Regions from separate parts of the Zea mays genome. Here region 2 is linked to region 1. A link is a contact called in public Hi-C data. All regions are on one chromosome and are shown on one strand. Each heading gives the region's core, a stretch centred on a gene start, on an enhancer-like site or on the middle of the called end of the contact. The rest is flanking DNA. Distances are from core to core; before and after follow the strand shown. Region 1 overlaps LOC100274309 (Double-stranded RNA-binding protein 2). Region 2 overlaps LOC100192558.

Evidence for each region. Hi-C and Micro-C count contacts between places; a contact is called where the count stands out from the background.
Region 2: a contact with region 1 is called in a Hi-C map of ear, with 2.3 times the contacts expected there. The contact joins two enhancer-like sites. A contact is called at or near these places in 3 of 25 Hi-C or Micro-C datasets (ear, endosperm and tassel).

What each region holds. Positions count from the first base shown.
Region 1 is chr1:236,025,895-236,030,759 of Zm-B73-REFERENCE-NAM-5.0, reverse strand. It overlaps LOC100274309 (Double-stranded RNA-binding protein 2), which reads right to left. Exons shown (of 3, transcript NM_001148672.1): 3 at 3,578-4,865. The coding sequence ends at 3,870. Among protein-coding and RNA genes, the nearest start is that of LOC103643447, 5.8 kb to the left of the region's middle. Within about 2 kb of position 2,264, at least 16 of the 20 cell types and tissues checked have an H3K27ac peak or open chromatin away from gene starts, as enhancers often do. A contact at or near this core is called in ear, where this site is marked.
Region 2 is chr1:236,466,356-236,471,220 of Zm-B73-REFERENCE-NAM-5.0, reverse strand. It overlaps LOC100192558, which reads left to right. Exons shown (of 22, transcript NM_001365537.1): 17 at 1-45; 18 at 119-169; 19 at 267-410; 20 at 503-598; 21 at 1,007-1,108; 22 at 1,357-1,737. The coding sequence ends at 1,452. Among protein-coding and RNA genes, the nearest start is that of LOC100192558, 13 kb to the left of the region's middle. Within about 2 kb of position 1,975, at least 11 of the 20 cell types and tissues checked have an H3K27ac peak or open chromatin away from gene starts, as enhancers often do. A contact at or near this core is called in ear, where this site is marked.

The DNA.
Region 1 (4,865 bases), core at 1,015-3,514:
GTTTTTGTTGAGCTATTTTTACAGGATCACCTATTCACCCCCCTCTAGGTGCTCTCAACGGTCCGGTACTATACTCGAATGGTCTGGTCGTGTCGGGTATTGCCTACGAGCCTTGTGGTGAGCTCTGTGTGCCTCTAGACTATCCAGCGTAAGGGGTCGGACGGTCTGATGGAGGGTCGGACTATCCGGGGTCATACGCGGATTGTTCAGCTGTGCTCAGATCCAATCTACCACATAGCAAAGATGACGATATCAGTTGTCTCGGATATGAGTTCATCGGCATACCACAATATGGCTGGGACTAAGAAAACCCATTTGTTGCCGATGTTATTGGCATAGCTATTTCGGTGCCCAATTCATATGACAAAAAATCGGGCGTATGAGTTTTTTTTCAAATGCATGCTCATTTTCCCTATATCCTCTATCACACTTTTAATCCGATCATCTAAAGCGATTTTAATATATTGAATATTGTCGAATGGTGCGACGCCACTAAAAGTGATGAACCGGCCAAGCAAGGTTGACATGGAATCATTGTTTATTTCTCTCTCGAACGACCTTCTGGTGGCGATCTATCTTGAAGTGCGAGAGGTACCACTTCTCTGTCAACTTGTATATCTGAGCCTCTTGTTGCTAGAGCTCCTCGTTCAACCTCTTCATGTAGTCTTCTAATTTATCATCCTCAGCAGCCGGCGAGTTAGTCAGCATTGTGTTGTTGCCTGGGGCAACGTTGTTGTGATATTTGTGATCGGTCATGGTGGTCGATCTAATAGGTCTAACTTAATATATCTAATTTACTAGATCATATATGATAGATTCGATCTTTTCGTCTCCAGCGGAGTCTCCAAAACGTATATTGGCGCCGATCTGACACAAAACACTGGAATGAACCGCATGTCTGTACTTGACACCTTTAGATGATGTAGGGTCGAATAAAATTGAAGATCTTTAGAGTACTGAGTCACCTCTGTGATGGCCACCATCTATTTGGGACCAAACAACAACGAAGTCTAGGGCCTTCTCGTGATGATCAATACCTAGAGTTCGGCTCTGTGAGGTGGACAGCGGCGGCAGGCCGTGACAGGTCATTAGGCTGCCTAACGACGCTCCCAGGGGCAGCGCGGACGGTCCATAGCACGGGACCGACGGTCCACGATCCCGCTGCGGGAGCGGGTCTTCCCTGCGCGCTGACCGTATGGTCCGCGCTCTGGGACGAATGGTCCGCGATGGCGTAGATGGTCTTCTCCACAAAGAACCCTAGAACTCGCCCTAGGGAGAGATCCCGTTGAGGAGGAGAGTTCCAAGGCGTGTCCCGCGATCGGCAGGCCACCCGGGACGTCTCTGGTCGACGTAGAGTCGAAGAGAGATGGTTGTGCTAGGCCACAAATAGATCTAAGCTAAGGCTACGCTATGTCTACTCCTAAGGCATGAAAGATAAATGCAGGTAAATATATTGTTTCGATTAGAATGTGTTCGGGGTTCTCAATCGGTCGTACCCTTTCATATATATAGGGAGAGTTCTGGACTTGTTCCTAGGCGATAACCAACAGATCCAACATGATTAGATAGATAATCACGCACGAGATAAGGATAATCGCTCGAGTCAATCTGATCGTGGGGGCACGGACTATCCGAGTTCTAAGGCCGGACCGTCACTTTTGGTGTTCAACGCATGCACAACCACATTCGGTAGCTGCTGGAGATAACTTAAACTTGTATTGTGATTGTTATAAAGATATTTCCAATGGTGACTTCATCTGAGTTTAATCTTCAATAAACCCCCCCCCCCCCCCCCCAATAAAAAGTATGGTGACATGACAATGATTTAATAAAAGAGAGATAGAGAGAGAGAGTTTATGGGAGATGAGAATTTATTTTAGATAAACCTCACGGTTTTGATAGGAAAAAAGTTGACGTGGCATTCCTGTAAACGATGCAGTGAAACTCGCGCTGGGAATAGGCTAGTCGACGGACGCTAGCTGCCGCGGATTCGAGGCATCGAAGAACAGAAACGCATTCTTGCAACTCGTGTCTCACGGGCTAGTGCCGGTGCTGATTCTGTTCTCTCTCTGTTCTTGGTAGCCCACGCCAATCTCGAGGCGAGCGAGACCGGGACGCGAACGCGATGGCGAGGCCGCAATAAACTCCACGTTTGGACGCCATCAGTGCGCCATAAATCGGCGCCACCTGTTGGCTGGGCCGTCCACGGCATGCTGCGCTGCGCATCTATGGTGCGGCTAGCTCAGCTGCCTGCCTCTGCCGCCCCTCCAATAATTGCCGCCTCTGTCGGGCACAGCAGGCAAGAAAACGATGGCGCGCGTCCGGCTTCTCTCCCTCCTCGCATCTGAGAGACACTGCCTTCCCTCCTTGCTGGCTCGCCCGCCCCTATCCGTCCATGGCTCCACGCTACTCGCCGCCGCCGACCCCCCCACCCCCCCCCCCCCCCCCCCCCTCGTCCATCGAAATTCATTGCGAGAATTGCTTGCCGGTCAGACGAACCACTGTCCACTGAAGCAGGCAGGGGGCAGCCCCTACGCTAGACGCCTCTGCGGCTCTGCCTCGACCAGAGTGGCATTCATGTCATGGCCGCTGTACTGGCACGTCGTACTAGTTGCTGTGCGGCTGTGCCGTGGCCCGTTGTCTACCCCTCCTCTGTTTCTCTCTATTCATCTCTTCTCTGTTTCGGCCAGACCACCGGCCAGAGTGTGCAGTGCAGCAGAACGGCAAGCGGACATGTTTAATTTGTACGCGGCCAGCGGCCAAGACGGCAGTTTCCACTTGACGGCAACGGCAATGCCGCGACGATGAGTGTTTCCTGTGGCCTCGCTTGGCTTGTTGCGCTGGGGGTCGGGTCAGCACGCTGTAGGCAGGTCAAAATGGGCAGGAACCGCGGCGGCAGGCGCCACAGGCGAGCATTTGTCCATCATTGTGCGATCAGGCCGCACACATGCTCGGCATGCAGCCTGGCCCTGCCTCGCAGCGCAGTGCAGCTGCGATCCTGCCTTCTGATCGCCCTTTTGTTCTTTCCTAGGGAGAAAAAAAAGGAGCGGAGATGCGGTTCTGATCGTATCATCATCAATTCATCAGCCGTGGCTGGCTTTTGGACGGAGCCAAGTGTCTGGTATGTGGTCACGACCCAGCAGCAACCAATTTCTAGTTAGTTTCTAGTGCGACCAAACCCTTCGGTTTTTCTGTGTAACTCTTTCGGACGACGACGAGATGTGTAAAGCACATGACGAGCGAAGCGAGAGCGATAGGCGTGGTCCCAACCCCCAAGGCTCAGTTGCCAAGGGCTGGACCGGACAACGTCACGGCCAAAATCCATACGGAAGTGGTTCAGATTACCCACAAGGATGACGCGCAACAGAAATCTACCAACCAGTCTTTTGTTCATCCAACGATTTCTCTTTTCATCATACTGTAGTAGCCAGGACGAAAAGCGGCATAAAAACCCATCTCCACTTTTCATCATACACCAACCACCAATGCATCATCATTTGCATTGTAGTACTACTAGTAAAAAAGAAGCTGGATAGGATTACGGCGGTTCGACAATAACTAGGAATTCAGAATCCTTCCCTTAGAGGCACCTCGCAGTCCACCTCATCATTCGGGGGTAAAAGCAGACCAATTGCATATCCAGCGAAGTAATAACCGTCTCCAACTAAACACTGGGCAAACCGCCTACCACCACTCCATGTTTTTTTCTCCTCAACAGAAAACCTAGGTGTTCCTACCACAATGCAGCTTGCCCAGACAGCCCTAACCGGAACAAGACATACACGGACTAAGCAGAACGGAATGTGCACAGGAGGCAAGGCAGCTAATTACAAAATCTGGGAGAAGATGGTGGCGCGCATTTTCTGAAGTCAATTGATCTCCAGCTGCCTGATGGCTGCCTCTGCCACCGCTTGAGCCTCGGCCTCGTGCTTTGCTTCCACCTTGTCGCCATCCCCGTCCACAGCAGCCCTTGATCGCCTTGCCAAGAGAACGTCTGATGATGTACCGCGTTCCATAGCACCATTATTGCCAGTGGCAGAAGATGGCGCTTCGCTGGTAGCACCAGCTGAAGCTTCCTTCTTGCCTTGAGCAGGCAAATCAATCTTGACTGCAGGCCTGATTGCTGGAATTGGATCTGCAAGTGATTCCTTTGGGGCTTGGGTTTGGGTTTGCACATCCTTCGTCTGAACTGGGAGAGGCTGGCGTTGTGCATCCTTTACCACGACAGGAATCACAGGAGACATTGAGCTCTTCCTTGATTGGTATTGCACGTCCTTTACCTGAACAGGGATCACGGATGGAGCTGTTTCCTTCCTTGGTTGATCTTGCACATCCTTCAATTGAACAGGCCTCACAAGTTTCGGCCCTTGAGCTGGAGCTGAGGAGGCAAACATTGGAGAGGCTGGCCTCATGCGAACTGGGGATGCCATCCGAATCGGTGGTGGGTGGCTCATGAGTGGAGGAAGCTGCTGCGGGCGTGCAGACGGCGGTGGGAGAGGTGGAGCAGAGAACACAGGAACAGCAGTCCTAATTGTGACTGAAGGAGCCATGCTGTGGCAAGGCATACGGAAGTGCCCAACTGGCACGTAGGGGGCTGCCTCTGCAGCTGGAAATCTTGATCTTGGGCTTGGAGTGTGGATATCCATGGCCCGGCCAGGCATTTGTGATGCGCCATCAGTAGATGCTGGTGACTCTGGTCTGGATCTTGAGTTAGATTTAGGGCGGAATAGAGGGAGAATCTTTGAGTAGCTGGACTGAGAAGATTGACCAAAAGAAGGCTTCCTCTCTGGCTGCATGGGAAATTTCTTAGGGAATGGTGAAACATGAGGATAATTGGCCATCGCCATCTTCTCCTTCAAGCGATA
Region 2 (4,865 bases), core at 726-3,225, 440 kb before region 1:
AAGCGTGAGGATGATCTAGCTGGTCGCCCTGGGGGGCTAGTCCAGGTACCTCATGCTAAAGCAAATAATTTTGTTTCGGCAGCAATAATGAAGATATTTACCAATAGCTTTTATGTAGAAATGTGCAGCACAAGGGGGCACCCGATTCTTCTTCATTGTAAACATTCAGGTGGACTATTTTTTTTGGGTGTATACATGGGTTGATACTTGATATGTCACATGATGTACAACAATTTAATTCCTTGTTTATGACTGGATGAGTACAGGTTCCTGGTTCAACCACATACAGCTTAGCTTTGTATTATATGATGGATACACCATTAGAAAAGGTCCCTCTGCTTGAAAGATTTGTAAATGGAGATGATGCATTCAGAAATTCAAGGTTCAAGCTCATTCCTTACATCTCAAAGGTTTGTTTTGCACTTTGAGCCTTATTTGATCTGTTTTAAGCTGTACTCAGTAAACTGTCAATATCTTATTTTTGGAATGTGTGTCTATTTAGGGATCTTGGATTGTTAAACAGAGTGTGGGCAAGAAAGCTTGCTTGGTTGGACAAGCATTAGAAATCAATTATTTTCGTGGAAGAAACTATTTGGAGGTAAGCTATAAGCATGTCATCTGTTAGCTTCTCTTGTAACATTCTACTATGTTTTATCATCCAAATGCAGCCTTGCCGTGTGTTTTTGTTCCTACTGGATTTCTAGCAGTTAATTTGACTTGTTATGATTATATTTCTCTCTGCATAGTGTACAATTGCAAAAGTAATGTCAGCTTGCATTCCTTTTTACCACTATTATGCATTTTTTGTTATTATTTCATGTTATATCTGCAAAGCAAAATCTGTGATAAGGACAACAAATATTCTAGAGGTTGCCTTTGACTTGTTACATATCTGTTGGATTTAAACTTACTTTTCTGACAACGTTGCATGTTACAACACAAATAAGTTTTCTGCGACCCCAGAAGGTATATTCAGCTCTGAACAGCTTTGCCTGTAATTTTCCAGCTTGGAGTTGATATTGGTTCATCAACGGTGGCACGAGGTGTGGTGAGCCTAGTGCTTGGCTACTTGAACAATCTTGTGATCGAAATGGCCTTCTTGGTACAGGTATCCAATCGTGTATCTAGCTAATTCACAAAACCCCTGTTCATATGAAATTTCCTCAAGATTGAGCATACATCTGTAAAGATCACAGAAGATTTAAGACAATCGTGCATCTAGCTTATTCACAAAACGCATGTTCACATTAAAATTGCCTTAAAGTTGAGCATACGTCCGCAGAGATCACAGAAGATTTATATTTCTTTCTACTATCACTTAGTACATGCTTTAAATTCATTATTTGCCTCATGCAGGGAAACACAAATGAAGAACTCCCGGAATTCCTCCTAGGTACCTGCCGACTGAATTACCTGGATGCCTCCAAGGCAGTGTCCATAGACGAGTGCTAGGACCCCAACTGACCTCATTTTTTAAAGCCAAGTACACCAAAAGACAAAAAAAAAAGGCTGAATCCCCATTCCTTGCTGCCGACACAATCGGCAACCCTAGCCCAGATGCCCATTTTATTGCCTCACCGCAAAAGTGGGGGATCCATTGCAACCGTTGTACATTCTCTTCTTGCCGACTGCTCAGGTATTGTGTTGTAATGATGATAGCAATCCATGATAAAAGCCCCCTCATTCTTTGGCATCTTATCACCACGGCAAAAACGGAAAGAAAAAGTGTATTCTACCATGCCGTCTCTTCTGACCGAATGACGTCAGATGGTCGGATCTAACAGCAAGCAAACCATTAACTATGCATTGACCAGCAGAGTAATGGCTGTATTTGAGGACTCGCGGTCCCCCCCACCCCCCCCCCCCCCCCCCCCCCCCCCCCCCCCCCCCCCCCCCCCCAACCACCCAGACACACACCACGTTGAAGTGAAAGGATCACCAACCAAAATTGCAGTGATCATGGCCTCATGGGTGCTCAGATCGATTGAACCAAAAGCATCAACCAGTAGTGTGGAGCTTGGTATCTATCTCCTGGGTCCTCGCTCCCTAGTCCTACCAGGACATCATGTTAATTCGATGGTGTCATCGTCGCTGCATCATCGGGCTCGGGCGCACTGTGTTTATGCTTGTGGTAGCATCGGCATTTATCTGGGATATAAATGTCCATTGTTCGACACGCTGTGTTGTGCCTCAGTGCTTGAGCCGCCGATATGACGGCTCAACGGCCCGACTCGCTTTTTGATGTGCCAGTCGCGCTTTTGATGGCGAAGTGTAAGGGGGCGTTTGGTTCTCAGGCCAAAGTTCCGTGTCAAATCGAATTTTTACGAGTATTAAATACTCATCCTTCTCAATATATAAGCATATATAAGCTGTAACACCCTTGGTTTAAAAACTAAAAAATATATTTAATTCTATTTATACTACTGTATCGATATATGTATATTAGAGAGGGCACATTTTATATTATGGGACAAGAATAAAAAATGAATTTATAAATTAGAACGGAGGGAGTATATGCTTAATTAGACTTAATAAAGTTGTCTTATCATGTACTCCCTCCGTTTCTTTTTATTTGTCGCTGGATAGTGCAAAATTACACTATCCAGCGACAAATAAAAAAACACGGAGGGAGTAGTATGTATGTTTAATTATTTTTATGATTGGACTATATTTAATGCTCGTAATTGTCAATTAAACATTTGATGTGATAGGTAGCGGTGGAACCAAACAACTTCTAAGTCGCTCGGGGTAGGATTGGTTGACTACCAAATTTGTCATGTCCAAAATTTGGCAACAAAAAGTTGCCAAAACTTAGCAAAAGTATTTGCTATAGATTTGACATACCAACTATAAAATATTGATAAACTTTAATACTAAACCAAATGGCCACCAAAAATCTTAACTTGCCTAAGACTTAGCAACTAAATTTTTGCCATCAAATCAGGCTCGCAACCTTGGTTCTAAGGTTTCGGCCAGCGTGCTAAGGGCTTGTTCGGTTCTACCCCAATCCATATGGATTGAGGGGGATTGAGGGGGTTTCAATTCCTAGTAAGTCAAAATCTCTCTCAATCCGTATCAATCCCCCAATCCATATGGATTGAAAATAACCGAATAAGACCAATGTGATAGGGACGGTGGGACTAGTCATTAATAGTCCCTTTACCCCCTGTCTTCGAACCTTAGATAAGGGAATAATGGTTCACTTTTTACCTGTTATGGTTTCTTATAGAGACTTTGGCTCTGTTTGGGAGGGCTCCGGCTTCTTTAAAAAATGGCTCTGGCTCCAACTTTTCCAAAAGAGTAGCTTCTCTGCAAAAGCCAATACATTTTTATAAATCGTTTGGCAAAACGTCTCTACTGCTATTGCCGAACTTGCTGCTTGCTGAACTTAATGCATAAACCCGTCACTACTTGCCGCTACTTGCTAAACGCTGCTCGCTGCTACTTCATAGAACATGGCAGCTCCTAAAACACTACTACTTGCTGCTTCCTGCCAGATGCTGCTTACTTGATTGTTGCTACAACTGCCACATACTAATTGTTGTACGCGTCTGGCTACACAAGGAACAACGACGGAGGTGGAGCTACCTTTTGGGGCTCCGGCTCCTCAGTACAGACCGGCTTCAGCTCTTCAGCCAGAGCTGTTTTTGTGGCGCTGTTTGGGAGGGCTTTAGAAATGAGCCTGAGTCGGAGCCACCTAAGGGCCTGTTCGGTTGTTTCGAAATGCAACCAGCATTCATTCCAGCTCATCAATACTTATATTAATTAGCCAAGTAATTCGGTCTGGAATCCTTCAGGGTCACCGTTCCGTAGGAACCGAATAATTCGTTCTGGAATCCTTCAGGGTCACTGTTCCGTAGGAACCGAACATGTTCTAAGGCCTTGTTCGTTTGTGCCGGATTGGTGGATCGGAACGATTCTTAACCGGATTGCTTCTCTAATTTATATAAACTTTGATTAACTGGAACGATTTCGGGTGCAATCCGACACAAACGAACAAGGCCTAAGAGCATTAGAATGTGCGTCGAGAGAAACTGGATTAACATGCATAAAAACAAAAAAATCTGATTTAAATACTTTATTTCCCCTATAAATATAGAATCTCTCTAACAACAATGCAGCTAGGCTCGTTCAAACCAGTTTATGACATATACCTATACTAATTATGCTACTCGGTGTAGATATTTATGCATTGTGGTACACCGCGTAAAAAGTCTGTTTACTACTACATGCCCATAAATTTAGGATGACAAAAATATGTGTTGAAAGTAAATAGATTGGCATGCATGAAAACAAAAAATCTGATTTAAATGATTTATTTCGTTCACAAAAGTAGGATCTCTACAACAGCCATAGCTAGGATCGTTGAAACCAGTTTATGACATATACTGATACTAATTATGTTACACGGTATAGATATTTATGCAATGTAATATACCGCATAAAAAATATGTTTCCTGCTGCATAACCATAAATTTAGGATGCCAAGAATGTGCATTGAAAAGGAAATGGATTGGCATGCATGAAAACAAAAAAATGATTTAAATGCTTAATTTCGTCAATAAATATAGGATCTCATCAACAACTATACATGTAGGCTCGTTAGAAACAGTTTATGATATACTGAGACTAATTATAGTACAACGGTGAAGGTATTATGGCGCCGTTGAGCCAGGGCTTCCTCTAGTTATTGAAAGCCCAGAGCTCCAAATATACAAACTATATATATACTCTATTATCATCTAGTGTGATGGATCCAACGGTCCATCACTTGGACCATGCTGGTGCGCGCGCGTCCGACCGCTCGGCTCCGCCCCTCGCATGACTTCGACTCGTGTGGCTCGGCTCCACACGGCTCATGCCCC